Linked DNA regions of Mus musculus: region 1 is linked to region 2. The links are chromatin contacts, called in public promoter capture Hi-C maps. All regions are on one chromosome and are shown on one strand. Each heading gives the region's core, a stretch centred on a gene start, on an enhancer-like site or on the middle of the called end of the contact. The rest is flanking DNA. Distances are from core to core; before and after follow the strand shown.

Region 1 (5,625 bases), core at 1,762-4,261, 86 kb before region 2:
CTAATCCGGTATTCAAGGCCATAGAGGGAAAAATCACAGTCATTGTGGAAGAAACACTGCCTGACTCAGCTGTGCAGCCCCCGCAGTGCCACAGTGCCTCCAGGAGACACCTTGCCTCAAAGCTGGAACAGCCTGTCACCCTGACACAGAGCCTGTGGCTAGACAGGGCTGCCTAGTGTTTTCCACTCATCGGGAACAAAAGGACACTCTCCTAACTCTCCATCATCGAGACTTCCAGCCAGCCCGTGTGTGGCCCCTTGGGACAGGAAAGCAGCTGCTTCTGAAAAGACGTGATCTTTCTCCTGCAATAACCATTTCACAAGGTACAGTGTGAAGGAGAATGCTCCAGGGGACCCAGGACCCCTCTCCAGTTGCATTTAAAGGACAGTCGACGTGTAGTCTTCTCTCTACAAGGACACAGTTTCCTTTTCTACCACCGGTTCATGTTTTGATAGCAATGCAGTGAACATGCAAATAACCACAAGCCTTGTAAAACACCAGAAAGTTCTTGGGGGAAATCCCTCCTTTTAGCATAGTGGGGACCCCTGCGCTTACTGATACACTCCCTTGACTTCTTTTGATGAATAGTAGGCTCCTTCCATGGTGCCAGGCACAGTCAAGGTGCAGTTCTGGCTGCCCTCTTCCTCCACGATATTGTCTTGGGCTGCTCGGGATTCTTACCAAGTTGCTCTTCTGCAGAAGGCTCCAGTATTCAACCGCACACACACACACCCTTTTGGTTTGTATCCCCTACTCACTTCTCCAAATCCCTGTCCTCACCGTGGGTTCCCGTATGGCCCAGCCCAGACCCAGGGCTTGCCAGACCTACAGCCCACATCAGTTCTGAAGGACATTGCAGTGCCATAGCTGTAGGTCAACCATTGTCGCTTTGCCTCTGGTGGCTTTGCTCCCGGTTAACGGTCCAGAGATCCACCATCCGACTCTTTTCTACCCACTGCACCTGCTCTGTCCTATCATCTCACTCCAGCTCCCTCTTCACCTGCCTGAGCAGAAAGAATCTCAGCAGAGATCAAACACATTATCCCTCCACCTCTCTGCTCACATGCTCCAGAGCACTGGGGCTAAACAAGAGCAGCTGCAGCAGCCACCCAGCCAAGAGGACACAGCCAGAATGGCCACTGGTTAGAAGCACCAACCAGGAACACTGTCCTTGTCCCTCGTTATTCTGGAACGTGTAGACTCTGTATCAGGGTACTTAACACAAGCGCTGCCGTGAGGGAGAAGCAACGGCAGTGACCAGACAACCCTCACCAGGGCTTAGAAACTATGAAAACCAGTAACTGGGACTCTGCATGAGCAGAATCCAAAACAAGGCCACCGGAGGATGAGGGTGGCAGATGCCAAGCCTGAGGAGCTGTCCCGTCGGCAGCGATTATGCAAATCGCTGGCCTAGCGTGCTTTGATGGTAATGTACTCATCTCTCCAACTTCCAGCACACTAAGAGCGTGCATAGCTTAATGACGGGGACTGGATTGGAAGGCAATTGGGAGCTGAGAACAGAGAGTTTTGTCTCTCTATAATAACTCTTTACAGAAACGTTGTGTCAAAAAGCGCTATTCCCTGGGCTCCGGTTCAAAGGCATGGTCATCAAAGGTCTCAAAGGTGTAAGCGCTAATAGTGTTCTTAAGCCATGCATGTTGAATCTGTTCAATATGTGGGACCTACAATAACCAAGCCCACTGCAAGAGAATAAGTCAAGAACTGAATAAATTCAAACTGTAAGGTGACTCTGCCGACTTCTTTCTACTCCTTAACTCAGGCACCCCACCCTTCCTTGTATGGCCTCCTGACATAGTATAGTATCCTGAAGAAAGAGTCAGGCCAAAGCCTTCAGTCCTCTTTCCCATCACCCACATATCTGAGCTGCCCCAGAAAAACCTGGGGGGGGGTAATATTAAACCACAGACAAGACAGACAACTGCTGCACCCCATCTACTTAGTTCTGGGGTTTTAAAGACTTTTTAAAAATTATGTATGTGTCTGGAGCTATGTGTATCTGAGTACCTGCAGAGGCCAGACCAGGCTAAACTCCCCTAGTCATTTTGTTTTTACAGTTGCAAATAACAGAAAATGTAGCTAACAGTCAATGGCAGGCATAGGATTCTGTAACTGGGAATCTCTCTTCTTTGCAAGACATGAAATCTCAGATGGACTGTTTCGGAGATGCTGAGGGTCTGGGGGGTGGGGGTGGGGTGGTCAGTGATGGTAAGATGTGGGTGGGCCAGCATCACCAATTCTTTTTGTCCCACGCCTCACCATTATGAAATGGCCTCACCATTATGGAATGCTCTCACCATTATGGAATGGCGGCAGCAGCCCCAAGCACTGCATGTGAGCCTCGCTGCACTCAAAGCAGGAAGCAGCATAGACTGAGAGCCCTCCTCTGTTAAAGGATGAGAATCTCCCAGCATCCCTCAGCAGACTTCCCCTTCCATTTTAGGACCATTCAGGCACTCATGTCTGTCCCCAGGACTAGAGCAAGGTTTATATTTAAGAGATGCCTGCCTGGCTTCATTAGCAAGGACAGAAAGTATTGGACTTGGTAAAATAATCGCCTGCCTTGGAAGTAGCATCTCCAGAGACAGTAAGAGATGGGACCTTGGGGAAGTGACAACCCACCAAAGCTGTGTTGTACCTGGAGACCACTCACTGCACACAGTAGGTCTTCCTGCTGGGACACAGGGACGCCATCTACAACACTTCTCCTTTCTCTTTTGCTCTATACACACGTGTGTACTTGTTCCCTATGCTAAGCATACTGAGGCTGACTTCAACTGAGGCGGTATCCACATATGACCAGGGACTGCTCAGCTCTGCTCCCTCACAGCCACCAGTGAGGTCAAAGACACTCAGAAAGCCAGACACAAACCAGCCTCATAGAAAACAGACAGTCCCTGAGCAACTGTGCCTAGGGCCTGAAGAGTCCTGCAGGGTCAGTGGGGGGAGCGTCATGGTGACTACACCACAGGAATGTGCAGGCTACTGAAGAAGGTGGAGCCTGACAAAAAGGAAGTTGCCTTAGGAAAGACTGGAAGGGCCGAGCCTCTGCCTCTACCACTGCAGGGCAGGCAGAAGGCAGCATTTCAGGGAACTGACCCCAGACAATGGCAATGAGCCCCAGCCTGGGATGTGAGAATCTGTAGACAGACTCTGTCAACCTGGATGTCTCTGTTTTTCCTAACTGTGAAATGCAAGTGACACTGGGACGTTCCTCACAGCATTTGAGAAACAAGACAGACCGTATACTGAGGTATTAGGAAAATGTTTGCTCAATGAACGCCCGGCACGCTTGCCAGAGCAGTGTCAATTCTAGCAGCAGGCAGAGAACCAGGCAGCCACTTGTCACAACCAGCGTATTAAAGAGTTAAAGCTGCCAAGCAGAAAATCACCTCCCTGGCACTTCACTTCAAAGCTGGAGAGTCTGGCTACCTTCCTCGGCACAGTCAGCAATGAATCACCTCCAAAGCACACATGCATAATAAGGATAAAGTTTGATACATTGTTTTGGCTTATTTTCTGTATATTTTCCTTGTTAAACCTTCCAAAGAATCCAAAGGATGTCTATAATATGTATCCATCTTTCTTTAAGGTCAAAAGGAAAAAAAAATCCTTGCCCTGAGATCAGAGAGAGAGAGAGAGAGAATAAAGTCCACCCTTGGGCCATACTTCTTCCCAGCCTCCAGCCCTTCCCACTGCCCAAGAATTCTAAATTAACCTAAGCTTTCTTTTTCTTTACACTTTTCCCCACACATGTCTGTATCTCTAAAGAAGAAATCACTTAGGTTGGCTTTACTAACTTCTGTGTAAATGTGGGGCAGGACTGATACACTGTTCTTGCAGAGGACCTGAGTTTGGTTCCTAGTACTTGGGCTCATAACTGCCTGTAAATTCCAGTTCCAGGGGATCATATGCCCTCTACTGGCCACCACAGGCACCTGCACACACTTGCAGGAACTCACACATACATACGCACAAACACATATGCATACAAATAGTTAAAAATAAAATGACTACTTATGGGACTAGCCAGATGGCTCAGCAGTTAAGAGTGCTTGCTGCTGGGGGACTTTTGGGATAGCGTTGGAAATGTAATTGAGGAAAATATGTAATAGAAAAAAAAAAAAAAGAGTGCTTGCTGCTCTTCCAGAGGACCCAGGTTCAGTTCCCAACAAATACCTATATCAGATGGCTCGCTATTTGCCTGCACCTCCAGCTGCAGGGGGTCTGACGCTCTTTTTGGGCGCACCTGAACTCACGCGCACTCGCACAGACACACACATACACACACACCGATTTAAAAATAACAAAAATTTCAACTCTGTGTAAGTGAAGTATACAGTAGGCATTTCCCTGCAACTTGCTTTCCCATCTGATGGAGTTTTCAAACATCTTTGTCGCTGGCTGCCAGGTGGGACTCTGTTTAGAAGGCTATCCAGTTTACCTTGGTACTCTCTCTGGACCTTGGCCTTGTCCCAAAAGTGACGCCTTACTCCAGGATGGGTGTACACAGATCTTATTTTGGGCAGAACTGAGAGAACCTGGAGTCAAAGGTTGTCTTGAGCACTACTGATTTTTACACAGAGCAGCAACGTAAAACCAGGTTGTATGGTCACCCCATTGATTCTGGGTGCTGTCTCAGGATTTCCTAATCACCCCCTACAGTGCAGGTTGATAGTTTCACATCCAAATGCTACTAGCGTCTGCATCTGCGCAGTAGACCTGAGAGAAAGCCTAAGTGATTAACTCCACCTAGTACGCTGGAAGGAAGGCAAACAAACCCTTTCAGCAGGAAGATGAGACTGCACAGCCCCAGGCCCTTCGGTTCCAGGCAATCACACTTCATCCTCACGGAAAATCTAGCTTCAAGCGACAGCGACAGTAAACAGGATGTAAACAGTTGGGTAAACAGTTGGGTTCTTTTTCTGTGACAGGGCTGAAGGTCTATCACCTGCTGCCTTGTTTCATCTTTACGAACCCACGTTACTGTAGTCGGTGCAGTGACGCTCAGAGGGCTGCCATGGCTTGTCCAAGGTCATTTTGCATACAGGCAACAGAACCTTAAGCACTGTGACTAAGTGGATGACCATAACAGTTATTAATGAATTGGGACATCGCTACCAGATAAAGGAGGTGCTGTTAACAATGAAACCAGAGCAGGTATGAGCGACACTGATCCGGGTAAGGCATGTGACTCCCTCGAGCCAACTTTGCCTTATGTCCTTGTGATCTCTCAACCATAGCTGTTAATGATTTAGAGGGGACTGACCAGATTCAGGCCCCCCAAATCTCTGGTGAGGACACTGTGTGCAGAGATATAGAGAGGTTGTCACAGGGTCCCTCACCCTTTTCTCTCTGGCACGTTCGGAACACCTGAGAGACGTGCCTGTGGCATCCTGCCATTCAGCGCAGCAGGTTGGAGAGGATCGTAATATGCTTCCCTGAGATTCATAATTAAATCACAGAAACACTCTTCCGCCCACAGCCACTCCTGTGTTCTGCTGCCAGCAGCAGAGTGAATGTCCCATTTGCTGGAGCAAGCATGCCTCCAAGAGGCGGCAGCCATATATTCTCCAGGAAGAGTGCCGTCGGCTGCCCCTCCCTCCA
Region 2 (5,688 bases), core at 2,124-4,623:
GAACCCAGTCCATAAGCCTTTGGCACTTGAGCCTGGCCCTGCCAACCTGGAAGAGCCACTCCTTAACTATCAGAAGTCTACACAAATAGAACAAGAGGACCCTAGGCAGCTGATGATAGCAGGCCCTGACTGTTTCAGTGTCTTTAACTTCTCGTCTTTCTCTTGCCCTACAGATCTCGTCCATTCGTCTGCTTTTAGAGATAGCAAACCTTGCACTCACCGCTCCTGTACCCAGACTGCCTCTGTGTGGACTCTTGGTGAGTACCTGTGGACTACTGAGGACTCCCGTGTTCTCGGGCAGCCCCTTCCTCTGCATTCTCCTACACCGTCACTGATACTCCCTAGTCTTCAATGATTGGGAGCCCCTGGGATGCCCTGTCCTTGCTCAATAGTTAATGTGCTCATGGGTTTTGGGTTAGCATCTGGGTGCTCTACTGTTTCTTATTTGGGGATTCAGAGACATTAAAAAAAAAACTATACTGTAGGAACCATCTTCCCAGCTTGCTCTATTTTATATTTTCACGGTGGTCATAGATATCTGGGAGGGGGGAAGCAGTGCTATTTCCACTTGGTAAAGGTGGGTGAACTCTGGCTGCATTCAGCTGTGTGGTGTCTTGGTGGCTTTGATAATGAAATCGACACCCTTGCTGGTGGCTACTCCTTGATTATTTAGTAAACCATCCCTGTTCAAATCCCCTGCCACGTCTCCCCAAAACATTCTCTTACTATCCCCGTGCACACCTCATGAAAAAGGAATTACACAGTTAACACCCACCATGCAGACATTCTTCAGGGTCCATCCTGCTCCACTCAATGGCTGACTTGCTGAATGGTCAGTGCCCCTGCTCTAGTTTCAGACCAATATTTTGAATATTACCTCAAGATAGATCCCCACAAGGCCTAACGATACGTGGGATCTGGAGACATGGTGACAAGCGTGTATAACTTAGGAAGGAGTCATCCCCTTTCCTCATCCCTCCTGTGTGTGAGGTATCATTTAGCGCTGGAGCGAATGACCAAGAAGGCAATGCCCTTGCCCTTGAGAAGCTAGCTGCCACCTGACCTGTCCCTGGGGCCATTTGCCCTCTGAGAGTTTTACCATTTTTGCATTAGGAACGAAATCTTTGAGCATAAAGAGGGTGCAGGGGAAGTATAGAATTAGAAATAGTTCTTGAGCCACCCCTAGTAACTCTGGTATCTATCTCCACCTTTGGAGCAGCGACTGCCATGAGAGGCCTGGCAGCTCATTAAAACGCACAGTAAACAAGCAGACAGGGAACACTCTGTCCTTGTACACAATGAATAAGTGGTCTCCTTAGACACAAAAGCCTGCACCCTCCTCTAGGGAGTGCATCGACCATTTAACAATTCCTGCTCTCACTGGGTTGGCAACTCTTTGTCTGTCTGTGGAGGAAGGATAGATCTAGAATTAAAGCAGGCAGGGAACATAATGTTTGGCTAAATAATAAGTTTTTCTTATGAAGATTTTTTTTCCCCTCTCAGGAGAGTAATGCATTTAAAGAGAAGCTAAGAGTTCTATTTGTCTGGTTACTGACAAGAAAAAAAATATCAAACAGGACGAGTTGCTATTAGAACAAAAAAAAGAAATAAGTTAACTTGACACCTCTCTTCCCTCAAAGTCAATAAATCCTGATTGATCCTATATATTGAACAAATATGTATTAAGAACCTACTGAGTGCTGGCTTTAGTCCTATTAACAAGTTACAGTCTTTTCTACTGGGGAAATTCCTATGCAGAAACGGCTGGTATACCTGGGGATAGAGCTCAGATGGTAGAGTGCTTGTCTACCATGCTTGAGGCTCTGGCTTGGGTCTTCAGCACCCCAAGACATAAACAGAATAGTTAGGTATACCTGTGAGTGGCAGAATACCTGCCTGACATGCACAAGGTCCCAGACTCAGTCCTCAGCACTGAAATACACACACACACACACACACACACACACACACACACACACACACTCACACACACACACACACACACACACTCACACACACACACACACACACACACACACACACACTCACACACACACACACACATTGGTCTATAGCTTAACCTTGCTTCTAAAGAAAGTACAGAAATTGAGGCATTCTTACTGTTTGATACCTAAACAGGAAGGAGCCATATCTTTTGAGCGGTACATTATTGTTATCCCCTCAGGTAGGACTGTGTGGAAGAACACAGGCATGCAGCTTGATTAGTCTGTAGGAGTTTATGGGACAGCAGGGAACCTCTTACCTCAGAGCCTGGTTCTTTGAAGCAGGAGAATCGGGCCCCATAAATTGTCACCTGACAAAACGAGAATATTATATCGACAACTGCCGCCATTAACTTGTAGTAATAAAGTGATTTCCAGCACAGCAAGGGGATACATTAAAAGTCATGGTGGAAAAGGTGGAGGGAAAGGAAAGGGGACTTTTGAAATTATCCAGTGCTTGGTTGTGGTTTGGGTATAAGTGTCTACCAGATGATTTATGTGTTAAAGGCTCAATCCCTGGCTGGCTCCTCCAGTCACTGAGAATTGACTGGATGCTGTGAGCTCTGCCTTCATCAATGGGCTAATCCACAGACAGATTCCTAACTTGATTATATAATTGTAAGGTAATGGAGACTTTCAGGGGTGCTAGCAGAAGGAATTCATCCCTGCAGACTCCATAATGGATGTATTTTCTCTCTCCTCTCCCTCCCCACTTCTCCTCTCTAATGGCCATGAGGTCACCCTAGGAAGCTCCCCGTCCAAGTCTCAGACCATGACAGAATCAAGAGATGGAAGACATCTTAGAGACCATCTGTTCTTGCCCATTCGGGAATATTCTCTCTCTGAAACCTTGGTCAAGGTGTCTTGACTCCTGCTTAAACACATACTAGTCACGCTTTCTAAAGCCCATTCTACACCAGCCACTCCATCACTGGTTATTGGAAAGGTCTTTTTGGCAGGGCACCAGAGTCTGTTTCTCTCTTCCCTCTGCCTGCTGCTCCATCTGTTGGGATCAGAGGAAACAGGGTGACTCACTTCAAATGACGGCCGACAATGAATGATATACAATTAAGCGTGTGGGCCCCAGGGGCAGACTGCATGGACAGAGTCCTGGCTTTGTGATTTTGGGCAATTGAATCTTCTTGTGCCTCAGATTCTTCATTTGCAAACCAGGAACCCTAATGCTGCCTATCCTTGGAGACTAGGATGGGAAAGGAAGCCTGCTACATATGACTCAGCAGCAGAATTGTCACCCTGATGGTCATGGGAGTCTGCTTGCTTGGACTAAACCTTTTTATTTCTCTCCTTATTCCAGGACTGCTTGTGCCCCTCCCCCACACAGCCCAGTGGCCAGGATTCCTGCCTAACTATATCCCAAGAATTGAGCCTAGGACTCTCTTTGGTCTGCTCTGGCTCATAAAAGCCAAGACGAGGTGAGGCACTCCTTTCTGTTTCTGCTTCTCCGTTCACTCACCAATTCACAAATGATTTTCTGCATGTGTGTTTGTGTAATAGAGAACTGTCCCTTTAAATGTGTGTGTCACAGATCTTGTCTCCTGCTGGGATTGCAGTGGCCTGAAGGCAGGGAACAAATACTGCCACAAAAGGCCTTAGGCTTTGTAGTACACATGGTCTCAGTTGCAACTGCTAGGCTCAGCTGACAAAGCATGAGGTAGCCTTAGACAAGATGAGAGATTTCGTTTACAAAGAGCAGGCCACTGGCTGAATTTGCTTCATGAGCCATAGTTTCCTAACTTCCAAGCTAAAGCATATTTTAAAAAATTGTTTTTCATCTCTCATTCCCTGTCCGGCTTTTTAGAAATGATTGGGATTATGCTGTGTCTGTTTGCTTATTTTTAAAGCATAAGCAGGAGGCTTTTTGTGGATCTGTATTCGACTTTACTATATTGGCTATGCACGTTCCTCTAGCCTTTCTCCTGTGTTTGTGTGTGTGGTGTGTATATATATATGGATGTGTGGGTGTATGTGTACATGTGTATGTGGGGGTGCATGTGGATGCATGTGGATGTGGATGTGTGTATGTGTACGTATGTGTATGCATGCATGTGTGTATATGTGTATGTAGGGGTGCGTGTAAGTGTATATAAATGTGTATTTATATATGTGCATGTATGTGTATGCATATGTGTGTATGTGTATGTATATATGTATGTGTGTGTTTGGGGGTTTGTACATGTGTATATACATATATATATGTGTGTGTGTAGTATATATGTGTGAGTGCATAAGTATATATACATATGTATATGTGTAAGCATGCATGTAGGGGTGTATGTGGGGGTGCATACAGAAGTCAGGGGAGATATCAGGCATCATCCCTTTCCATGCTCCTGTTTCCTTGTTATCTTGAGGCAGGGCTTCTCACCATCCCTAAAAGTTCCTGTTTTGGTTAGGCTGTCTGTACACCGAGCTCCCAGGATCTCCACCTGCTTTCCTGGGGTTGGAACCATGTACAGCTATGCCCAGCTTTTATGTGGGCACTGGAGATCCAAACTCAGACACAACAAACACCCTTACCCGCTGAGCCGTCTCCCCAGGACTTTATGAAGATCTACTAGAGCCCTCCTTCTGCCACTGTCCAAAATAACCCCTGTCTCTCTGTGTCTCTGACTATGATAGGTGTACCTTTGATATATGTATCCACGTAATTGATAAAACGGGAAAGATCAGAGGATGGAGTTTGGAGAGTACAAGACAGGTTCCTGTGAACCAGGCGGGTTCAGGAATCAGTCGCATCACTTCTTTCAGGAAGCAGTTCTTCCAACTTCCCTCCTCCCAGGCCACCATCTCTGAGGATAACACAACCCTGAATGTGGTCCATGGTGCTTCATGGGTGCTCTGCAGGCACTCTCCTCCACTAGACTATAAGCTTGTTTCCAAGTGGTGGCACATAATAGGTGCTCAATAAATGTTGGCACCATGAGGAAATGAATGTGTGGTTTCATATATGTGTCTCCTTTAGCATATCTCCATCAAAACTTACTTCTTCTGGTGATAGAGGAGATAGCTCAGCCAGTAAAGCGCTCACCTTGCAAGCATGGGCACCTAAGTTCAGATCCCCAGCACCCACATAAAAAGCCAGGTATGCTGGCACACCAGAAATCTCAGCACTGGGGAGGTGAAGACAAGAGAATCCTGGGCGTTTGTGGCCAGCCTATCTAGCCAAATTGGCTCCAGATTCAGTAAGAAATTCTATCTCAAAAAGTAAACTGGAGAGCAATGGGGGGGAGATATGGATATTGACCTCTGACCTCCACATGTACCTGCGTGTACCTACATACACATACAAACACATACATACATACATACATACATACATACATACATACATACATACATACATACATACATACTCTCTCTCACACAGAGTGGAGAGAGAGAGAGAGAGAGAGAGAGAGAGAGAGAGAGAGAGAGAGAGAATTTCTTCCTGCTGTTTTTGAAGGGAGATTCCTGAGATTTGACAAAGTAATTGGAAACATGTTGCTGAGAGACCTTCTGGGAAGTTTTCTTTCAACAGAGTGTTCAATGTCCTTCCCACAAGGGCCTGAGTAATATGACAGCTTCAGGTGCCAGGGGGGAGAGATTTGGGCACAAAGAGGTGAGTTCTTTATCATCCCACTCAAACCTACCCCTTCACCTTCCCCTTATTGGGCCTTTGCTTACA

The links. Promoter capture Hi-C pulls out the DNA fragments that hold promoters and counts their contacts.
Region 1: a promoter capture Hi-C map of trophoblast stem cells shows a contact between it and region 2, with 2.9 times the contacts expected there. The contact joins two enhancer-like sites. A contact is called at or near these places in 6 of 39 promoter capture datasets (epiblast stem cells, frontonasal cranial neural crest, hippocampal neurons and 3 more), 2 of 484 Hi-C or Micro-C datasets (bone marrow-derived macrophages and nephron progenitors) and 1 of 9 other capture datasets (pancreatic islet).

Annotation. Positions count from the first base shown.
Region 1 is chr10:94,378,592-94,384,216 of GRCm38.p6, reverse strand. It overlaps a transcript of Tmcc3 not described here. Among named protein-coding and RNA genes, the nearest start is that of Gm32827, 45 kb to the left of the region's middle. Within about 2 kb of position 3,011, at least 66 of the 459 cell types and tissues checked have an H3K27ac peak or open chromatin away from gene starts, as enhancers often do. A contact at or near this core is called in trophoblast stem cells, where this site is marked.
Region 2 is chr10:94,292,931-94,298,618 of GRCm38.p6, reverse strand. Gm4792 (predicted gene 4792) reads left to right here. Exons shown (of 3, transcript NR_033209.1): 1 at 1-257; 2 at 3,319-3,436; 3 at 4,644-4,956. Among named protein-coding and RNA genes, the nearest start is that of Gm4792, 2.9 kb to the left of the region's middle. Within about 2 kb of position 3,373, at least 42 of the 459 cell types and tissues checked have an H3K27ac peak or open chromatin away from gene starts, as enhancers often do. A contact at or near this core is called in trophoblast stem cells, where this site is marked.